Regions from separate parts of the Xenopus laevis genome. Here region 2 is linked to region 1. The links are chromatin contacts, called in public Hi-C maps. All regions are on one chromosome and are shown on one strand. The core of a region is the stretch at or near the end of the contact, and the rest is flanking DNA. Distances in the headings are between cores, read along the strand shown. Region 1 has its middle 33 kb from the start of tes.L. Region 2 holds the start of capza2.L (capping actin protein of muscle Z-line subunit alpha 2 L homeolog).

Region 1 (5,899 bases), core at 1,051-3,550:
ACAATAATATATATATATATCTATATATATATATATATATATATATATATATATATATATATATAGGCACTCTGTGTAATTGATATGTACAAAACCTGAGCCACTCTATATATATTTAAAATAGCTGCTATAATTATGAAGCAGGTGTGAACAAACTTTAAGGTTACATTTAGAGATACTGATACAAGTATATGTATAAACTGTAATTTTGAGCAGCTTGAGAACATATTCCCCAATGTTAGAAATGAGCCCTGCTACATTTTGTCCAAATATCAATTTTAAATTTTGTGCACACTGGCAGAAAAAAATAATTGAGTTTTCAGATAATATTTTGAAAAGATGCATTTTATTCAAAATATAATTTCTCAACACCTATAAGTAATGATTTATTTAATAAAGTGTTCCAGCATACTAAAATGTATTTTAAAAAGAGTTTAAATTGTGTATATCCATTGTATTTATTTGCATAAAAAGAATCCAGCACAGTGATATAACTCAGAATATGAGGACACAAAATTGCAAGAGCTATTCAGTATTTTGCCAATTAAAGTCCTTTGCAATATTAATATCTATTCATTAAAATTCTATCAAAACACAATTTCTGCTGCAACTTATGTTATCCCATATAAAATTGCCTCTGTGACTCAAAATGTCAAATAATGTAGCTCTACCCTTCCTATTTGACAGGTAAATGCCTTAAGCAGTAAAACCACGTGCCCATATTGCACTACCTGTCTGTACATTGTATGCTGCGGATCTGATGACATAGCAGGAAAATTACTTCTTTTTAATGAATATATCACCAAACATATTCAGATGCAAAAAGATGGAAAGAAATGTTTGTGTCGTTTCAGGTTTTTAATTTTGAGAGCTCACTAAAATCTGTCTATGGTATTCAAATGCATTCTTCAGCCCATTATATTATATTATGTGTACAAACTCTCTAAGTGCCACATGTAGTCCATGTTCTATCATGCTAGGAAAGGTTCAAAAACATTTCATCTGAATGGAATACAGCAAATATTTGAACACTGCTGGATTAAAAATTACAAATTCAAATATAACCTAAAACCATTCTCTTTATTTTCTTATCTTCCTTTTTATGGTAATGCCTCTTTTCGAATACAAGCCTATGGAGAAAAAAAACACTGAGGATTTTAACTAACAGCTTTGCAGGGGGGCTAAAAAGAGCAAAGAAGATTTAGTGGTGAAAAGAGCAAATAAATAGGTGCTCCAAGATTAAAAAGAGGGTAGAAGTACATGCTGAGCTGTTGAAAGACCTCTCCCTGTTTAAAGGGAAATATTGTTTGGTGCTTTCACCAGTGCATGATCAAAATAAGAGGTACAAATTAGTTCATGGCTGCTGAAGATACAAAACATCATGCAGAGAGCTGTCTTTGGGAACGTTTTAATGAGGAGAAGAGGTCATCAGAGTGTGACATTGCTTTTCAGAATTCTTCAAGAACAACACAGACTTCCTGTTCCAAATGTGGTAAAGAATAAAACAACCTTAGTAGTAATCTTACAACTTTTGAACCATGTACCTTGAAAATACAGTGCTCATTTTGTAGCTTTAGTTAGTTATCTCAAAGAAACTGTGCTGTATTTTCCATGTGCTCTGATTTCTAAAGTACGGTAAAAAAAATAATACAATTCTATATTTATACAGCTTCATTCGGGCATCTAAAGAACTGTTATGTTTTGTTGCATTGGGTAAAACAAAACAGTGTCGGTAGGTGAATCCTTTAATATTTCCTCTTAGTTCTGTGTTTATTGACATTGCACTGGCAAACTCATCTGCAGAAAAACCTCTGTAACTCTTCCCCAGTAGAGTACCTCATTGATATTTCCTCTGATTGCAATGTCTGGGTGCTTATCATTTTTAGCATATGCCAGGCAGATACTATAATCTTAAAAGAAACACAGAAAGCTTATATTGCTGATAAAGTTATCCTACCAAGTTATTCTAGATCCTACCAAAAAGCATCAGTGGTTACAACTGGTATGCAAAAAATATACTTATCAATATATCTCACTTTTTTTAAATTCAGATCTAAATATACTTTTACTTTCATTTTATTTTATTTTTAATATGTTTGTATACTAAGTCCCAGGATTGTGAGGATTAAAGTGGGAAACTAACATCTATGAGCTGTGTCATTCTTGTTTTTGCCCTAAAGCATGATACTACATTTGTTTTCATTAAAAACAATTAGTAAACCTGCTCCTGGCTGGTGCTGTCTAATGTATGTCAGGCTGCTAGCCATGTCTATGCTCAGCATGCTGCCTGCCACCTAACACTGTCTGGAGAAGAGCAGCGGGGAGGAGCAAACTTTAAATAGCTGTAGAAATTGACTTCAATGACAACAATGGAGCTTGTGTAATATATTATACTTCAAGGCAAAAACGAAAATGTTCCCAAATTGTGGCCATGATTTAAACTTTTTTTCCCCTTTAGTTTATTTTAATATTATTTTAATGTTCCCTTGCAAAACCATACAAAAGTAGCACAGTATTTATATTAGGATATTTTCTCAATCATTTTTGAAAAATAGGTTTTATAGACTTCCTTGTTGTTTGTGAAAAAAATGTATCTATTGAAGTATCTGTATTTCTATTTACTAGGAACAATTGTCATTTTAAGTGAATCAAACTTATGTTGACGTGCATGCGGAGTTATTTATGCAAAGTATTTATCAATTTGATCTGGAGTTTTCATAAAAGAATTCTCACTGTGTTTATGCATCAAACACTGATTAGTAAAGTGTATAAAGCAGGAATAATATTCATATTTACTTTTGATTGCTAAACTGAACAAATAAGAATATTTATAAAAATTTGTAATGATATTCATTAGTTCACATATATTTTGGAGATAGGGCAGAATAATAGCAGTATTTCAACTGTCCATTTGTGTATCACTATAAGAATACACTGGACAGGATCATAGAAAAATGTTCTAAAACTCACAAAAAATAATTCAAGTTTTAATGTTGGAGAACAAATTTATCTTTGCAAAAAGCTTATTACCTAATCCTTTTTTTTTATAATTTTATCCACACTGTATTCCATTCCTTTCTCATTTCAAGAATACCTCAGTTATACTGTTTTCTATTCTATTCTATAGGCAGAGACAAGTGAAGCTTTGAGGAGGCGTTGATCCTTCCTATAAAGAGATTAATTACTGTATATTCATATATAATGATTAACGGTTATCCAGTAGAGAATATTCTGTTGGTTGCCTTGTCAAAGAAAAATGCTACCCTTTCCCCCCTGTTCCTTTCCCTTTCCTTTATTACTCCCATACCTAAGAGTTCAGTGAAAACCCATTTCTATTTCTTCTACTTTTGCACCCATTCCAAAGCCATTCATGTTCCAAAGAACTCACCTACAGCTTGATACCTACCTGTGATCTCTACCTATGTTTCACACATCACTTGGCTACAATTAGTTTTATTTCAACAAATGGGATAGAGGGGTGTGGGGGGATAGTACAGATTGTTTGTTTCAGTCCTGTTGTTACAAATCAGCATGACTTTTGTTTTCTGGAGCAGATACTCTGAGGGATAGTATTTATTTCTTATGTGTTATTTATATAGCGCTGACACATTTACATAGTACTTCATATATTTTATCCATCAAAGCCTTCCCCAGTGGAGCTTACAATATAAGGTCCCTGTAACATTCACACATGCTGAGACTAATTGTTTTAAGGTAATCAGATCACTGTATAAATGTTCATGAATTTTCAAGTTATCTGGTAACCTTAAATTGTGTCAGAAGCCAGTTAACCTGCTTTTATGTTTTTGGAATATGGGAGGAAATTGGAATACTCGGAAGAAACTCATGTTGACAAAGCAACAGCAGAAAATGAATGGGATGGAAATCACAGGTAGTTTTGGCAAATTAAGGGTCCATTAGACCATATTTAAATCCTCTTGGTACATATGCAGGGAGCCCTTCTGTCTGGAGTCTGGCTGCACCTCATGTCAGAAAATTCTGCCATTTGGCAGGTGTAAGAAGAGGGCCTGTATGCGGTAGCATGGACACCCATGTGCCTCCCCTTTCCCATACCTCATGAATATAGCACTGCCAAATGCAGGCAGCATTATATATATGGGGGTGCCTGGGCTCTGAAACAGCGCACACAGACCCATTGCAATTACACTAGAGTGAAAAGCAGGGTGCAAAGTGCAAAATAAAATGGTGAATTGTACTTGTTTTTTGCACTTCCACTTCGTAAATTACCTCTTTTACTTCCAACCACACTGGGCAATGCAGGTAAAATAGAATTTTTTCCACCTCTATTTTGTAAGTGGATTCTTTATGTTTACTATTTTTTCTGCTGACTGCCTACCCTGATTCATATTACTCTGGACGTGGTGGCAGGCGATTTAATTCATAAATATTTCTTTCATTGCCATATTGTTTTCACATTGTCTATAGTTTGTAACATTACACTTTACTTGTATTTGTGATCACATTATACAGGTATGAGACTTATTATCCAGAATGCTTGAGACCTGGGGTTTTCTGGATAACGTATCTTTCTGTAATTTGGATCTTCATGCCTTAAGTCTACTAGAAAACAAGAAATCTGCTTGATCAATCCAGCTTTTTTATAAAAAAACATGGAGAGAGTTTAAAAGGCATTCGTTTTAATATTATGTTCTGTTACTGTATAACCTGCTCCTGAGCTGCCTCTTCTGATGGTATAAAACTGAATGTGTTGCATTTTCATAGATGTCAGTTTTCCTTATTTTTAGTGTTTGTTTCCACTTTAATGAGAATCTAAACTTTTATCTGTGTAGACACATGGTACACTTTGTTAGTAACATTGCATTCACTTTGGCACCAGAGCAGCTGGAAATTTTTGACTTTAAACTGAAATATAGTTGACAGCAATTGTCTTTCTGCTTGACATTCTAATGTAGCTTACATGCACACTGAGAAGAAAAGGGGTGAACAGAAAACCCAGCAGTCACCTTTTGAGGATCAAATATACCCATTTTTTCTGTTCTTTGTACGTAATACCAGCTGATTAATAAATGTCTTACTTTATGATAACAAAGTAAGCTGTTCCTCCACCCCTAAAAGTGTGATTGTTAACTGAATGCCAACTGTTTTCTGTGATTTTAGTTTGTGTTATGATAGGCCTGTTAAAACAGAGGTAAACGTTCAGGTATTCTGTTTTTCATTCCTATCTACTGTACAGGAATATTTTTTTCTCTAATGAGAATCCAGCACTTAAAATATTTATGTGTGTTTTATAGAAAATATACTTTCAGCAACGAAAGAGTCTAAAATGAAACATACTTTCAGCAACGAGAGAGTCTAAAATGAAACATATTACTATAAATGCCAGCTAATGGCATTACACGGAATGTAATATTCACAATACAAAGCATCTGTTCTTTACTTTTGTGTATTTCATGGATATATGTTGTGTACTGATTCAAGGTAGATCCTCAAAAACAGTTCAAAGTATTTAAATTTTCAAACAATTGCTAAAATAACACAAATAGTTCATTGTATAATTGAATAATGAATAAACATCATGATTTGTAATGTGTTATGGAACGAAGATCTTTAAAATGTACAGTTACATAGGGCCAGATTCAATTCAGTGAGAAAAGGGTTTATCACATGAAAAGTCATGGATGAGATTCAATTTGAGAAGCAATTCAATTCAGAAAAAAATTATCTCATGGTTTATCAGGTGAAAACTCTATTGAAGTCTATGGGAAAAAAACTGGAACTGAATTTGGAGAAAAGTTTTTTCTCCTTAACTTGAATCTCGTCCATAAGTTTTCATGTGATAAACCATGAGATATTTTTTACTCAATGAAGTGAATCCGGCCTATAGTTAGATAGTTAAGTTGGGCTGAAAAAAAGACCA
Region 2 (5,749 bases), core at 2,109-4,608, 350 kb before region 1:
TTGTTACTAGACGAGGATTGCTGGGAGGAGCAAGGTATTTATACCGATCGTTAACTCTTTCCTGTCCAGTGACCTGATAGGCGGGATTAACCCATGTTGGTGAATGCTGCCATGGAAGTGACTTGGAAATAGAAATTACGGTGAGTATGAAAAAATTTCTATATTTCATTTTTGAGATAGTTCTCCTTTAAATTAACCCAATAGGACTGGTTTGCCTTCAAAAAGGATAAATTATTTCTTAGTTAGGTTTAAGTACTACATGGTACTGTTTTATTACTAAAGAGCAAAAGGAAATCATTTGTAAAAATGTGATTTATTTCATTATAATGGAGTCTATGGTAGATGGCCTTTCTGTGATTCTGAGCTTTTTGGATAACGGATGCTATACCTTAAAGGAGACAAAGATAAATGACCCCCCCCCTCCTCATTTTGTAGGCAATAATGTATACTATATGGTGCAGGGTTTTAGTTTTGGCTGTAAATTAATTTTGTCTTCAAAATTAGCCCCTTTATTTGTGTTCCCCATAGATGTTCTCTGGTCCCTGTTTCAAATGAGGGGTGGGCGTGTCCTAACAGTCCCTGCCAGAAACACAGTAGGAGGAGGAAAAGCCAATTACAGCTCTGCAGTCACACACGCAAAGACAGGCTTTAGTTTCCCATCAGGTCAGCCTAGCTGCTGATTAGTTCCTATCCTACAGTGCAGTGTACTGACTCCCCTGCATAGCCTGGGAAAAGAGGCAGCATATTATATATTATGTATGTTATATACATGTTTATAGACCCATAAATGTATAGGATGGTTTTTCCCTAAATCAATGTGTGTCAGTTATTCACTGCATACACATACATATAGGTGACACCATGGGAATTAATCAAAAGAGGTTCTAGGTTGCAACACTGCAGTTAACTACAGCAAGCAATCAAAACAAAATAAAAATAGGAGAAAAGATCTGACTGGTTCACTCTATAGTATCACTTTGCATATCAATCAACCTAGGTCATACAAAGGAGATACCCCTGAATACTTTTTAGGTCACTCAAGTTGCCATCACAATAAACAAATCATTGATTGTGCATTTTTAACCAAATTATCAGGTCAGCCTAGCTGCTGATTAGTTCCTATCCTACAGTGCAGTGTACTGACTCCCCTGCATAGCCTGGGAAAAGAGGCAGCATATTATATATTATGTATGTTATATACATGTTTATAGACCCATAAATGTATAGGATGGTTTTTCCCTAAATCAATGTGTGTCAGTTATTCACTGCATACACATACATATAGGTGACACCATGGGAATTAATCAAAAGAGGTTCTAGGTTGCAACACTGCAGTTAACTACAGCAAGCAATCAAAACAAAATAAAAATAGGAGAAAAGATCTGACTGGTTGTTGTGGGTAACTTCTGCTCTATAGTATCACTTTGCATATCAATCAACCTAGGTCATACAAAGGAGATACCCCTGAATACTTTTTAGGTCACTCAAGTTGCCATCACAATAAACAAATCATTGATTGTGCATTTTTAACCAAATTATCTTTTTAAAGGAGAAGGAAAGGTTAAAAATAAGTAAGCTTAAGAAAAGCTATGTAAATACACCAGTAAACCCAGCTACTCTGAGTCCTCTGTCAAAAGAAACACTGTATTTCTTTCCTTCTATTGTGTATATATGGGCTTCTGTATCAGATTCCCTTCTTTCAGCTTAAACCTACAGTACACGGGCTCAAGCATGCTCAGTTTGCTCCGCTCACCCTATTCTCCTCCCTGAGGAGAGACTGAGGCAGGAAGTGATGTAGCACCAAGCTAATATGGCAGCTGCTATCCTAAATCAATAAGAAAGCTTCTAGAGCTGTTTACTAAGGTATGGTAAAGCATTCTACAGAATAAATATGTTCTAGGGTGCACTATTATAGCTAATCTATTGGCAATGAAATGCCTTGGTAGCTTTTCTTCTCCTTTAATTGGGTAAGGTACTGAAGAATCTTGGTGGACCATGACTGACGCTGGCACATAAGAGAAATCAGAGTCAGAGAAAGAAGCGGCTTCTCTGTGTATTGTAACCATTTGTCTGGAAACCCAAGCTGTCGGAAAATGAAGTTCGACCACTGTAAGGCCGAACTATTGGACTGAATGAATCCACAGGCGGACAGATTGTGTTTATTAAAAAAAAATAAAGCAGTCTAAAGTATTTTGACTTTTCTGCTTCAAAGTATGATTATGGATTACAAGCTCTTACAAACAGTGCTCTGTCTAGCAATTGCAAAAGAATAGATTTAGATGGCATTCTTTGTATTTCACACATTTATGGCACTATGGAATAGGTCGGTCTATACAAATAAATGTCTGGGCAAATAGTCCATGTTTTGCTCAGTTGTCCCACAAGCCAGATAATAGTGAGGATCAGCACAAATGTTGGGCAGCATAAATGGATCGCTGTCATTTGGGAAACTAATCAGAGACATTATAACCCTCACCCCCCATTGCTGGTAGTGCCTGCCATTTGTAACAGTGTGGTGTGGAAGTTACAGTACTGGATTTATCAATGCTGTGAGGAGAGATTAGGCAACATAAAGGAGAGATGATAGATATGAGCTGCTCTAAGGCCCACAGTTGGGCTACTATATACCGTCCAGTCTATGCCCCATAAAGTGACAGACCCCAAAGGGAAAGAATGGGAGGGGGTGACAGCAGACAGTTTGCAACAGACAGACAAGTTTGCAGTTGGCCTGGGGGAGGTCTCAAGCCTCCTGGCTCCTATTTTCGTGCATTAGCCGTACATGGAGCGGCAACACTAGAGGAGGAGGAAGAGCCAAGCCGCTGGCCGCACTGCCTGTCCTATTCCTTCCGGCCTGTACTTATGCTCGTTACAGGGTCTGCAGCATTTTAACCAAAGTGCTCTCACCTGAATTAACCCACCGTGTTCAGAGGGCGGCTTGCGACCCCTCGCCCAGTTATTCAAAGCAGCATTGGCCTCTACCAGCAAACGGGATGGGGAGGGGATTGAGTCCTTCTTACTGGACACCTCTACACTTTAAATGACAGCTTTCATATCGTATACAAAGAACCAACAACCAACCTTCTCATCATCAGACAGCTGCTCCTCCATGTCGGCCATCTTCTTCGCCCCCTTCTCTTGACTGCTCGTACCCGTGGGGCGGGGTCTCGCCGTGTGGGAGAGGAAGCCGAGAGCGCGCACGGGCAGGGCAGAGAGGGCGCGTACAAGCTATGTGGAAGGAAGCTGAAACGCAGCCATGACAGTTATTTGATCAGTAGCGAAGCAGCGGTGCCCCCTTTTGTGCTACAGTAAATATGTCATTGCAGGGGTTTAGCCACCGTAAAACCGCGAGCCTGGGAATATAGACACAGCTTAATCGCGTGTACTTCCGTGCACCATGTTTTACGTCACTGCCACGACCCACGTGAAATACATTTCCGGGAAACTGATAGTGTGTCATAGATATGAGGCTGTGGGCTCTGCCCAAGCTCGACGCTTGAGGGCATGGTTAGAACTGGGCGCAGCTCTGTAGCTGAGGGTTCTGCGTTTAGGTTTTGTCATCAAGCTCTTTCACTGCTCCAGCCTTCTTATGATGGTGCCACAGATTCTGATCTGAATAGAAGATACAAATATTAAAGGAGACAGTGTGTGCAAAATAAGTGTGCCAGTGCATTATACTCCTTAAACTGTAGAAGGAATGTGCTTTAAAAGGGATTTTGTCTGGTTGATTTATTAGAAATGACTGCAAGGACTCTACTGGTCCCACCCATCTGTGTCACTTCCTGCTGCCTGAGCAGCTACACTGACCTGATAGAGAACTGGAGCCTAGCTTTGCTTTGTGCATACCAACCAACATTCAAAAAATGGAAAGAGGGAGGAAAGGTTGTGTGGGAATTTTATGGCCACACCCCCTATTTACCATGTCAATTTTACAAAATGTGGCAGGTTGTGAACACATTTCTGGGAGTTTTAGTGCAATGTTTTCTGTGTTATAACAGTTTTGCGAATAAAGAGGAATTGCTCTTTAAAGGGGTTGTTCACCTTCCAAGCACTTTTTTTCAGTTCAGTTGTTTTCAGGTTGTTCCCCCAGACTTTTTTTCCAATTACTTTCCATTATTTATTTTTTACTGTTTTTCTAAAATCGAAGTTTAATGTCCCTGTCGCTGTTGTTTGAGTCTGGCAGCTCAGTAATTCAGGTGCAGTCTCTAAACTGTTACAGTTGCGCAACAGTCAGTTAATACATTTCTCAGCAGCATCTCTGGAGTATTAGCAACTATTGTATCAGTTCTAACAGCTGCCTGTAATGAAACCCAGAGATTCTGCTCAGCAGGGTCAAAGATAAGAAATGTATCAACTAAATGTATTAATTTAGAACAGTTTACAAGGTCTGCGACCCCCCCCCCCTTCCCAGAGCTGCTTTAGAAGTTGAAAAATTACACTTCAATGTTAGAAAAATAGTCACACATAGAAAATAAAAGTAATTAGAAAAAGTTATTTCTGGTGATCTATCTGAAAATAACTAGTTGTTTGAAGGTGAACAGCCTCTTTAAGATGCTAGTCTCAGTTCTCGCAAGAGACCTGCTTATCTTAAATTGTTATAATTTTATCTTTGTTTATGTTAAATTGTTGAAACTGTTCAGTGCAGGAGATCAAAGAGAAAGTTAGGACATTTCAGTAAGAAACCCGGGACTGCAGGCTGAGCTGTCAAAATCAGGACTGTCCTGAAGAAAACTGGACAGTTGGGAGGTATGTTTGTGTGACTGCAGAGTTGTGATATGATATTCCCCTCCTACTGTGCTTCTGGCAGGGATCATTAGGACACGCATACCCCTCATTTGGACAGGGCCAGATTTTGAAATGAGGTGTCCCCTAGGCCGATGAAGGTAGTGGGCTCCAACCCGCCGTGACTATGCTCACTTCCTCTGCCCTCGGGCCTACACTCCTCGGCCATGACTGATCTTTCTTCCCCCCACCAATGGCGTGCACTTCCTTCCCAGCTCCCATTACCTACCGTGCCTGCCATCTCCCTCCGCACTACTAAAAGGAAGAATGGAGCTGCACTGCAAACTAGGTGGACAGGAGATTAAAACAGCTGTTGAATCTCTTGTCCAGCGCCATTTTATTTGCAACCTCTACTAGTAAGCAACAGAGCAGCATGCCGCCCCTAAAACATTTCTTGGGATGTGTCCCTGACCAAACTGGTCCCCTAACCATTAGATTTTAAAGGAGAGAGACTGCCAAGACCAAAACCTGCTTTCACAGGCTTAATCCTCCCCAGCTTGTCCAGGCCACCTGCCATTTTTAAAGGAATCAGACCACCATTAAAGGGACAGGTGTGGGGGTGCTGCAGATACAAGAGGTCCTTTGCACTCAACTCATTATCACTATATTTAAGACATTGAGACATTTGTACATACAACTACTATAAAATGCCTTACGCTTTAAACAAAACAGGTATTGTTTGTCCATATATTGCAATATATTTAAGCTGGGCAACTACGTCAAAGTCATCACATATCTGGCCAGTCCTACACTCAATTTTCATCTGATTTATTAAGAATTCTATTGCTTCAGGGACTAAGTTTTACCTGCAACTTGCTGCTTTCAAGGTTAAAACTCCCAAACATGGTTGCCCTTTTATTGGTCACCACTGGGATCACCTGACTATAGCTGGGAAGTATGGGAGCTACAGCATTGAGCTGGTGGTGCTGCAACTACTTGGAAGTTTGACCATACTTCCTGCAGAGCAACT

The links. A called contact is a pair of places that touch in the nucleus more often than the background predicts.
Region 2: a contact with region 1 is called in a Hi-C map of the XTC cell line, with 4 times the contacts expected there. The contact joins the promoter of capza2.L here to the enhancer-like site in region 1. A contact is called at or near these places in 2 of 4 Hi-C or Micro-C datasets (the XL177 cell line and the XTC cell line).

Annotation. Positions count from the first base shown.
Region 1 is chr3L:74,572,117-74,578,015 of Xenopus_laevis_v10.1, reverse strand. No RefSeq gene overlaps it. Among protein-coding and RNA genes, the nearest start is that of tes.L, 33 kb to the left of the region's middle. Within about 2 kb of position 2,300, at least 1 of the 7 cell types and tissues checked has an H3K27ac peak or open chromatin away from gene starts, as enhancers often do.
Region 2 is chr3L:74,926,575-74,932,323 of Xenopus_laevis_v10.1, reverse strand. capza2.L (capping actin protein of muscle Z-line subunit alpha 2 L homeolog) reads right to left here and starts at 3,358. Exons shown (of 10, transcript NM_001092030.1): 1 at 3,079-3,358. The coding sequence starts at 3,117.